2 separate regions of the Podarcis muralis genome follow, and region 2 is linked to region 1. A link is a contact called in public Hi-C data. All regions are on one chromosome and are shown on one strand. The core of a region is the stretch at or near the end of the contact, and the rest is flanking DNA. Distances in the headings are between cores, read along the strand shown. Region 1 holds the start of CAPN15 (calpain 15). Region 2 holds the start of PIGQ (phosphatidylinositol glycan anchor biosynthesis class Q).

Region 1 (5,145 bases), core at 1,268-3,767:
CAAGTGCTCATGGTGATCTGGGAGCTCAGAGATCAGATTGGTTACCAAGGTTCTCAGGGCCCTTATGCATTAATTATGGTTGTGTAGTCTGCCCTGCCTGTATGAAAACAAGTTGTGGGTCATTTTTGTTCCCAAGCAAAGGCTGTGTAGGGTTGGTAAGTATTTTTAGATTCCCTTGAGCCACACATACTATGGTTCTCCAAACAAGCAGTCTGTTTCAACCCTCCTAAATTGTGAAAAAGGTAAGTGTCTTGAAGGGGGAACATAAGGCTTATGTTCCTTTAAACCAGAGAAAATAAAGAGCATGGAGAGGAGGCAAAGATAAAGGGCAGGAGAGATAGGGAAAGGAGGTTGAGGAAAACTCAAGGAGTGCATGTTAAGGTTCTGGAGGAAGGGAGAATTCCTAAATGTTCTGTGTTGTAGGCGAATGAAGGCATAGAAGAGCAACCATGATACTTTTGATTTCCTCCCAAAAGGTATTTGGGACTAAATGGAAATATAGGGATTGGTTCTGTAAACTGAGGTGAAAAGAGACTCTAGAACTGCATTGTCATAAATTTCGTGTGCAGATCCTGAATGTGAGGTCTTAACGTTGACTATTGCTTTCTGGGCCCAGTGCTTTATTCTCAGGTTGACTGACCAAACAAACAAACAAACAAACATACTTGTTGTACTTGTGTACAAATTACACATATCTAGAGTCCTTACACCTCTATAGGTAATGAGGGTAAGCCCATTTCTAATGAAGATACACCTGTGCTAACTTCCTCAGTTGTGCAGGCCCAGGTTCTTGCTTGGAACTGCCATAGGCAGAGAAAAGCTTTTAAGAGCCAAATTGCTAATAAAGGTAAAGGTACCCCTGCCCGTACGGGCCAGTCGTGTCCGACTCTAGGGTTGTGCGCCCATCTCCCTTAAGAGGCCGGGGGCCAGCGCTGTCCGGAGACACTTCCGGGTCATGTGGCCAGCGTGACGAAGCTGCTCTGGCGAGCCGGCACCAGCGCAGCACACGGAAACGCCGTTTACCTTCCCGCTAGAAAGCGGTACCTATTTATCTACTTGCACTTAGGGGTGCTTTCGAACTGCTAGGTGGGCAGGAGCTGGGACCGAAAGACGGGAGCTCACCCTGCCGCGGGGATTTGAACCGCCGACCATGCGATCGGCAAGCCCTAGGCGCTGAGGTTTTACCCACAGCGCCACCCGCGTCCCAAAATTGCTAATGGGTATACTTAAAATGGCCAGTAGATAACAGCTAGCTTCTGAAAAGGAAGCTACTATGTGTTTTCCATTTGATATTGAAAACTGCAGGTAATTGAAGCTGAGAGCACTCCTTTGATTTCAAGGTCAATGTATTTTCAAACTGTACTTTTCAACTGGGTCCTGCATCAAAATCTTGTAGTCTGGAGTACTTGTGCTCAGGGTTGAATCCTCAAGTTCTTGGCTTCAGTATGTTAAAGTGTCATTGAAACAAGGGTGACTCTGCTGAAGCCTTTTTTTTTTTTAGTTAAGTGCTTTAGAAGTACTTTTAAATAAATAAAAAACTGCACCTCTGACTGTGGGTGGGCTCTTGATTATTTATTGCTTAGATGTGCGTAGCTTTGGATGTAAAGTGGTATTGCTGAGGTGGGGAAAAATCAGATCCTAGTTCTCAATTCCTATTGCCATTGTTTTGCTTTTACAAGTTGCCCGTGCCTGTGCGAGTAGCGCCTTCAACTGACGCGTCGTCGTTCCGGCACTGCTTTTTCCAATTAGCTTTTTGGGTGCTTTTTATTTCCCGATGGCGGTGGGCGGCTGCAGCTACCGAAAACCGCATAAAGCGCACGTAAAAGGTACGGGAAAGCTGCCTAGGGCAGCGCATAGCTTTGCATCACGCTTAGCCCCGCCCACCAGCTGAGCCCCAGGTGAGCCGCCGCTGCCGCACAGCTGCCAGGCTGGGTGGGAGGCGCAGTGGATCCTGGGAGTTGTAGTCAAAACCCTATGTTTCCTTTCCAGGCCTGGGTAACACTCCAGTTAGGGCATAGCGACCGCAAAAACAGCTCGCCTGCCTTTCGCCTTTAATCAGCATCTACGCGCTCTTTCTCAACCCCTTCCTGGCTGAGGTAAAAATAAAAACCTCCCTCCTTTGCAGGACCACAACTCCCGAAGCGAGCCTCCCTCACCACCGAGGGCTACCACATCCGTTTTCCCCGCCTCCCGCCAGGCCCTCTGGGGCTTGTAGTCCCTCACCTTCGTATTCACGACGGCTTTCGGCGCTGTTTCCGCAGGGCGGGCTCTTCGCTTCTCGGTGAGTCGCTACGCTACGGAAGCGGCGTAAGGGGCCGGCTTCTGGACTCTGGGAAGAGGAGCGTGGGGGGGGGGGCGGTTGTTATAGCTGGCTGCCTCCGCTTTGGGGCTGAGGGGGGTTAAAAAAAAAAAAAGGAAAGAGAAAAAGGAAACGGTTTCCTGAGGAGGCGGGAGAGAGCCGGGCGGGGTGGGAGGCGGGAGGGTGGGGGTCAAAGTTACTCGGCCGCCCAAGGCGGGGTAGGTGGTAATAGTGGCGGTGAGTAGTGCGGAGACGGGGCTGAGGAGAACGGGAGAGAAAGGAAACCGGTCAGCCTGCCGCCCAGCCAGCAAACAGTCGTTGAAGCCGCCGCCGCCGCCGGGGCGTCCCTCAGCAACGGTCAGTCTGAGCGCGCGACCCTCGCGGGGGGGGGGAGGGGGAGGGAGGGAGAGAACGCCAAAGAGCGCGCGAGAGAGAGTGAGGGGGGGGGGGGCAGAGAATGTGGGGGAAGGGAAGGCGCGCCCCCGGTGAGGGGGAGGCGCGCGTGCGCGTACTGGAGGGGGGGCGTGTGGTGGTGGGCTAGGTGAGTCGCCCCTTCCCTATTTTTTTTTTTTTAATGAGGCGAGAGATAGTCAAACACACACGAATAAAAATAAAAGCTTCCTCGTTCCTTCTCCATAATAATCTCCCTAAGAGGGATATCCGCTCTCCCCCCTCAGCCCCACTTCTGTTCTTGGTTCATTCATTTATTTTGTTGTAAGCTGTATCTGTTGGGTTTTGTTCATTTTTATTATTACATTGCTATCCCCGCCTTTTTGTCAAGGAGCTGAAGGTGGCCTGCATGGTTCTAACCCACCCACCCCCTCAATTTTATCTTCACAACAACCCTGTGAGGTAGGCTAAGGCAGAGGTACTGACTGGCTCAAGGTCATGCAGCGAGCTTCCTGACAGAGTTGGGGGGTGGGGGCGGCGGCATTTGAACCCTGTTCTCCCATGTCATAGTCTATATAATGCTATTAACTGCTTCGCTGCACTGGCTGAACAGTATTTGTGGACCACCCCATCATGTAACATGTTTTGTCATAATTGGCATGCAGTAATTATAAAAAAACGAATGTCAGGCATGCACTGTGAAATGAAAAGCAACATGGGTAACAGCAAAGATAAAGCCTGTCACACCCCCAAAATTAAAACACCAGTTTAGAAGCCGAAGGTGCTCAAACGAGCCCTGATGTTGTGGAACACTATATGAATTTCAAATACAAAACAAAAATAATGGAACTAATCTTCTGGGTCTGTTTAGTCCCTGGATTGGAGACTGCCTGGAAAGCCACATGTATGCCGCCTTGGGTTTCATGATAGAAGAAAGACAGGATATAAATGGAAGAAAATGAATAAATAGCTCACAGCAGAGGGCACACCACCACCACTGAGGTTGAGACTGAATGTGAGCTCACGCCCCTTTTGGCCCAGAGGCTGCTGCTGCTTCTCTGTTTGCTTTGCTTGTTTTAATATTTATATCCTGCCTCTTAAAACTAATCATCATCAACATCATCATCATCAAATTTGAGGTGGAGAAAGGCTCACAAGATTTTTTCTTTTGCTTTTAAAATGCAATGCTAACAATAAAAAGCAGACAAATAGTTAAAACGTCATCATGAAAACCACAAGAACAAGTGCAGACACAAACATTGTTGTAAAAACTATTTCAGAATTCACAGATGAAAAACATAACATTGGAAGTTACGTATTAAAAAACCGTCTGATCAAATTAAAACTTATTAAGAGGGTTGGGTCAGAAGAATTTCTCTTGGGAGGTTGTTCCATAGTTACGGACCACTTTGGAGATGGCAGTTTTGTCCAGGAGTCAAGGGCCTCCTTAACTGGTTGAGGGTGCCTGAGGAAGCATTTTTCGGTTTGATCTGAGAGACTGTTCCAGAGCCTTGGAGAGCAAGCATTAACTTCTCGAGGGACCGGTCCCCTTCCTAGTCCCATTCTGATGTGCACCTAGTTCTCAGTTCTTCTCTGCTCCAATGCAGTGTGCATCATATCTCCCACTGCTTCCAACCTTTCGGGGTATTCCTCATCAAGTGAGGGATGTGCTTCCGCAGGTCTTCTGTATGTTGCTTGTGGAGTGCCTGGGAAGTTTTGAAATGCTGCGAGACTTTCTCGCCCTCCTGCCCACCTTTCTAGACAACCATGGGAGTGCAATGGTGAGGGAACTCCTAACTAGCGATGCGCTTTGGCTCATGCCTGACCTCAGCTACTCAATGTTATTAGTGATATACAGTTGCACTTTGTATCTAGTTTTTAAGAAATGTTATTGAATGTTCTTGCATTATTGTTAATCTTCAAGTAAACAATTGAGAGGCTTTTATATTAAGCAGTGTAATTTTAAATAAATAACAATCCTGTTTGAACTAGTCATATCTTGGAGAGATTCTCCCCTCTTTGCTGCCCTCTTTGACTCAAACACTAACCCCTGGATAACAGTTTGAAGCATAGAAGGTGGTTTCTTTAAAAATGCCGTGTGGCGTCACAATAATGAAAATGAGTTTTACTTTCTCCTCCCTACCCCCATTGAGCTTATCCATGTTGGAGTTCCTGTACTGTTATAGGGGCACAAAACATGAGATCGATGGACAAAAAGTCAGAGGGGGAAGTGGTTCCTGTAGAATTTCTTATGCATTATATATGTGAGTAATGCTGAGTAGAGTGTGGTTTTCTAGGAAAATATGAATGCATGTCAATCTTTAAATTTTTAAAAAAGAAGTTGCCCTAGAACATTGGGAAATCAGCATGTTTTAATCACCCAAATAAGCCTTGGAATAAAAAGCACTTGGAAGCAGTAAGATGCAAACATATCTAAATATGCACTTGGTTGTCTA
Region 2 (5,809 bases), core at 63-2,562, 200 kb after region 1:
AGAACATAACCTTTGTGGCTAGCCCTAACTGGCATGGGAGTTGTAGTCCAAAGCAGATGGAGGGCACTTGGTTGGTGAAGGCTGTACTACCACATCTGAAGCTAGCTTAGGGGCTACAGAGAAGTCCGTGAAGCCCCTGGCATTTAACAGTGACTGTCACACCCTGCCCAATGGTAGGGCTGGCCCAGTATAGCCCTTGAGGAAGAAACCTGGTTCTTCTAAAGAGCCAGAGCCTTTTAGGAGCCACAGACATGCCATTATTATTAAAGAGAAAGTTTTCTCTAATGTATGTTTTCATGAAAAGTAAGATTACCTGAATTATATTTGTCTCTGGTAATGTTAAAAACTAGAGTAAATTATAATAAAATTATCTGATCACAGACCATAGCAGGATATTTAGAAGGTCAAAGTAATAAAAGAAGTCAAAGACTCCCCACTGTTTCTTGTCTTATTAACTTTGTTTTTATTCATAACGTTTAGAAATGGATGCCACATATTGCACCATATTAACTGGGAGGCAATTTGGGGTTTACTTTCAGAGCAAAAATATATGCTGTCTACATTTCATATTTTAAATTGTGATTATCTTCATTTGCGAGGATTGTAAAGGGACACGTTGATAAATGCAATTACAATGAAGCAATAGGGAAATAAGGGCAGAAAATATTTAAATGATCCATGCATGTGTTGCTTTGTCAGCATTTTGCTTATTAACATCCTCCTTTATTTCAATAGAGAATGCCTGCAAATAGAGGGCTCTAAAGTTGCACACATGACCACCCTATTATTCCTAATGCACGAACCTAAAATCCAGACTTTTCTCCTTAATTTAGTGTATCCAGTTGCTCACTGCCAGTTGCTGGGAGAACCCAGCAGAAGAGCTACATGGCCCTTGAGTCCTGCTTGTGAGCTTTCCACAGGCATATGGTTGGCCACTGGACAGGAAAGGCTCAGCCTTTGGACTAATGACCTGGTTGGAATTTGTTTTCAAAAACAGGTAACAAAAACAATACAATGAATGTGATAAACACCCACATCCCTCACTCACATGGGTGAAGTTGCTTATTATGGATGGTTGCAAATAAGACATACAGGAAGGCACAGAACAAATTTCTAGTGCTATCAGCTTCCAACAGAAGTGTGAAGGCACAAGCTACAGTTCTCAGAATTAATAGAAGAGATGAAGCTTATCAAAAAGAAGGGAGATGCAGACATTGAATTGGAGGGAAAGAATGGGTTCCACCCAGGGGTGTGGTATACAACGGCTGAATTTTGCATGCCTTCCCCAGTTTTGTAGAGGAAATTACTGATAGTTACTCTTGGGAGCCTGGCGTGCTCTGGTCCATGGGGTCACGAAGAGTCGGACACGACTAAACGACTAAACAACAACAACTACTCCTCTTGGGAGCGGCAAAGAGTATTTTGCTGTTTAGAAACCTGTTCTACCTTCTGGGATACTTTAGGCTTGATCAGGTCAGTATGACATCACAGGCCAAATTCATGTCAGATATAAAATACCTTGTTTTTGCTCTGCTAGCTTGGGGTGTACTTCCTTAGTACAGAATCTGCTTGCATTTTGGCAACACCTGATATCTTTAAGTGGATTTCTTTTATTGTTCTGCTATTTTATTGTAAGCAGCTCTGAAAGCGTGTGGCTTGTAAATTCTTCAGATTAATTAGTAAATATAAATAAATCAAAGGTACATTAGCTCTCTCGTATTTCTTTTAAAAAACTGTCAGTCTTAGAGAGAGCGCCTTAGAAAAGATTTCCCTCTTCAACAGCTGGTGATATTGAAAATGTTCGTAAAAAGGGCTGGCAAAAAAAAACCAGGCCGCTAAATGGGACGAAAGAAATTGTTTTAAAATGAGTTGGTAGAATTTCTTACCGGAAACCTCAGGAATCTGCTGCCCTTTTTAAAACAATCAACTCAATCAAACAGAACGCCACTTCAGGAGACCGGGGGGTCCGTCCGGAATGCAATTAGGCAAGGACTTTACGGAGCGCTCTTAGGAACGGACTGCGTCTCCTAGCAACCGGCCTGTAGCACCCGGAAGTGGCTTGAATGTCAAGAGGAGCGGGCTCTTTCTTTTCTTTTATGCCTGCTAGAAGGAGTAGCGGGAGGAAGTAAGTGTCGTCGGCGAGCGGCGGGGAGTTCTGACGGCTTGGGAGAGAAAAGGATGCAAAACGGGGGAGGGGGAACCGCGGCGTGGCATGGTGGGATGGAATTGGGACCAGGGTTGCCAGCTGCTGAACTGACCCAATGACTGGGTTGCTCTGCGGCCATTAGCGGGTGCTAGTATGTTATCTCCATGCCTCCCCCCAAATTTCACCCGCTCATTCCTGCAGAATAAGCTGCTGTTAAAGGCATAAGAGCCGGGCAGGCAGGTTACCCCTTCTGGCTAGTTGGTCACCGTAATTGGGCTACTAAGGCTTGTGTGGATTGTGCGTGGCTAGCTGAGTTATACTGTGCATATTGCTGCATTTCCCAAACCCGAGGTGACTGAGAATTGGGGCTTCTGTATAGTGGAGTAGTAGTGGAAGGCGGGAGGGAATCCTCCAGGCTGGAGAAAGGCACATAGGCTTATTTATTAATTAATTACATGTTTATTGTGCGCTTCTCCCACAAGGTTCAGCGTGGTATCATTCCCTTTCTTCCCCTTATCCTCATGACAGTCTTGTGAGGCAGGCCAGGCGGAGAGAGTGAGTGACTGGCTCAAGGTCACCCAGTGAGCTTTGTGGCTGAGAGAGTATTGGAACCTGAGTCTCTCTGTTTAGTAATACTCATAGTTCCCTATATCCCATCCATACTGGCTCTAGCATCTGGTTTGAGGCATAAAATGCTTAGCCTTTCTGAGGCTACGTAATGCTGGTATTGATTGGTGTCTGAGCGGGATACTGCCTGAAAACCCTGTGCATGCCACCTTAGGTTATCTCTTGGGGAAAAGGCAAGATTACACCATGCAAACTCTGTATGCTGAAAATTCCTATTTAATTGCAATCAAGGTGCATAAGCTATCCTCTATATTGGGACTACTTAAGCCTTTTTTATTTCTAAAATTATATTTTGGGTTTTTTAGTGTAGAGAAAAGGTGAGTAAGAGGAGACATGATAGAGATGTATAAGATTCTGCATGGTGTAGAGAAAATTGATGGAATGAATGTTGTGCTCTCTCTCATAACATTCAGGACAGAAAAAAGAAAGAACTTCACATCACGGTGCATAAACTACAGAATTTGCTCTGACAAGAATTAGTTATGGCCACCAACTTGAGATGCTTTAAAAGAAGGTTAGACAAATTCATGGAGGAGAAGGCTATATCAATGGCAACTAGCCTTGCTGATAATGTTATACCTCCTCTGTCAGAGGCAATATGCCCATGAAAGCCAGTTGCTGGCAATCACAAATGGAAAGAATGCTGTTGCCTTCACGTCCTGCTTTTGGGCTTCCTATAAGCACCTGGTTGGCCACTGTGAGAACAGGATGCTGGGCTAGATGGGCTTTTGGCCTGATCCATCAGGCTCTTTTATTGTTTTCTGAAACAAGTACACATACAACCAAATAACACTGAACAAAACTCAAATGTAAAACAGAGCCTTGGAAACACATTTACCTCCCTTAAACCTTTTTGCAACTTTGGGATCCCTTCCTTCTTCCTAGGTACTGGCAGTTCATTAGGATCTGGTGTTCTTTTCTAGAGATAAACACAACAGGGTTTTTTCCTGCTCTGCATCATGCTTTTGATTTTATCTTCCCTCCAGCAGCTTGAACCTATGAGTGCCAGATTCTGATTTTACCAACTTGATTGTGGCATTACCTGACCCTACTATATTTAGACTGCTAGAGTGAGAGAAAGGAAGATACCTGTTTTCTGCCTTTAAGTCAGTGTATATCATTGTCAGGGAGCTTTTTATGTAGTCTGGGTTTCGTGTGACAGAAAAGCACTTGGGCCCAATGTCATATTACAGCGAAATGTGGCCAGTCCTCCACATCATCTCAGATAGCTGCGTACCTTTGCAACACTTGTAAACTATAACCCTTTCTTATTTGAATTTTGTATCAGTGCTTATGTAAGCTACAAATCTGTGCCACAAACTCACCAAAAAGCCTTATGTGAACCATTCTCTCTTTCAGTCCAAGCAACCCATTGGCAAAAGGATATAGTGATATTGACTTACATTACAGGGTTGTTGTAATAATTACAAGATAATGTATATGAAGTGCCCTGAACACTCTAAAGTGTTCATGATGGGGTAATGCTGCATTTGGATGGCCTCCGTTTCTGTTTGATACTGCTGAGTTATTTAAAGTGACAGTGTCAGTTAGTTCCAGTGGTCCGTTTTGCTCTCTCGGGGATATTCTCAATCCTACCTGCCAAGGGTTGAACCAGGATCTTCTGCCTGTAAAGCAGGTGTTCTACCCCTGAGCCCTTTCCCCTAATGATTAGAATCACTTTGCCTGTGGGGTGATGATGATGATGATGTATTATTTATACCCTGCCCATCTGGCTGGGCTTCCTCAGAATTATGAAATTCTATCCTGATGAGCACGGGTGGCGCTGTGGGTTAAACCACAGAGCCTAGGACTTGCTGATCAGAAGGTCGGCGGTTTGAATCCCCGCGACGGGGTGAGCTCCTGTTGCTCGGTCCCTGCTCCTGCCAACCTAGCAGTTCAAAAGCACGTCAAAGTGCAAGTAGATAAATAGGTACCACTCTGGCAGGAAGGTAAACGGCGTTTCTGTGCGCTGCTCTGGTTTGCCAGAAGCGGCTTAGTCATGCTGGCCACATGACCCGGAAGCTGTACGCCAGCTCCCTTGGCCAATAAAGCGAGATGAGCGCCGCAACCCCAGAGTCGGTCACGACTGGACCTAATGGTCAGGGGTCCCTTTACCTTTACCTGTCCTGATAAAGGCCCAACAAAACTTGCCCTTCTACTCATGGGGTTCTTTTTTGTATTGTGGGGCATTGATCAACGGTGGTGAGGGGGACAATCAGGGTCAACACACAAGTAAAAAGCACCTCTCCTGCTTGTGGAGAGCTTTCAAAGTATGGATTGGGCAAGTTGACAGATAGCTCTATCCACATATTCACTGTTGAAGGCCAGGCTGCCTGAGAAAGAAGAGTTTTTGAAGTGTCCCAAGTTGGAACATTTGTAGGACATGTGACAAATCCTTACCATTCCCTCACCCACTGATTCCCTCCTCCCCACACACAAATTCTCCAAGACCAACAGCTTTTAAGCCCAAGCCCCCTCCCCCCAATTTCTGGATCCTTTTCTGATGGAAAAATATGGGCAGAGAAAGGGCTTTTATAGTGAAGACCTAGTGGTATGGAAAAGATTAAGCCTGTCTTTCTGCCTGCCTTTTACAGTGGTGCCCCGCAAGACGAACGCCTCGCAAGACGGAAAACCCGCTAGACGAAAGGGTTTTCCGTTTTGGAGGCGCTTCGCAAAACGAATTTCCCTATGGGGTTGCTTCACAAGACGAAAAAATCTTGCGAGTCCCCTCGGGTTTTTTTCGCTCCCCCACCCCTTTTCCTAAGGTGCTAAGCCGTTTATCAGCTGTTCCGCTGATAAGCCGCTTAACAGCTGATCGCGAAAAGCCGCTAGACCGCTGTAGCGCTAATCCGCTAAGCTGTCAATGGGCTTGCTTCGCAAGACGAAAAAACCGCTAGACGAAGAGAATCGCGGAACAGATTCTTTTCGTCTTGCGAGGCACCACTGTATTTTCTACAAATACCTTCTCTGCCCCTGTGATCTACCCAACTTTTGTTTGCCAATATAATGTGTAGTCCCCCCCAAAAAAGATCCTGC

What was found. A called contact is a pair of places that touch in the nucleus more often than the background predicts.
Region 2: a Hi-C map of blood shows a contact between it and region 1, with 3 times the contacts expected there. The contact joins the promoter of PIGQ here to the promoter of CAPN15 in region 1. A contact is called at or near these places in 2 of 3 Hi-C or Micro-C datasets (blood and tail).

Annotation. Positions count from the first base shown.
Region 1 is chr14:37,744,450-37,749,594 of rPodMur119.hap1.1, forward strand. It overlaps CAPN15 (calpain 15), which reads left to right and starts at 2,518. Exons shown (of 12, transcript XM_077918431.1): 1 at 2,518-2,656. It overlaps LOC144325425 (a long non-coding RNA gene), which reads right to left and starts at 2,484. Exons shown (of 4, transcript XR_013390571.1): 1 at 2,224-2,484.
Region 2 is chr14:37,947,603-37,953,411 of rPodMur119.hap1.1, forward strand. It overlaps PIGQ (phosphatidylinositol glycan anchor biosynthesis class Q), which reads left to right and starts at 1,313. Exons shown (of 11, transcript XM_028705520.2): 1 at 1,313-1,473. It overlaps NHLRC4 (NHL repeat containing 4), which reads left to right. Exons shown (of 2, transcript XM_028705522.2): 2 at 1-432. LOC144325426 (a long non-coding RNA gene) reads right to left here and starts at 2,002. Exons shown (of 2, transcript XR_013390572.1): 1 at 1,887-2,002.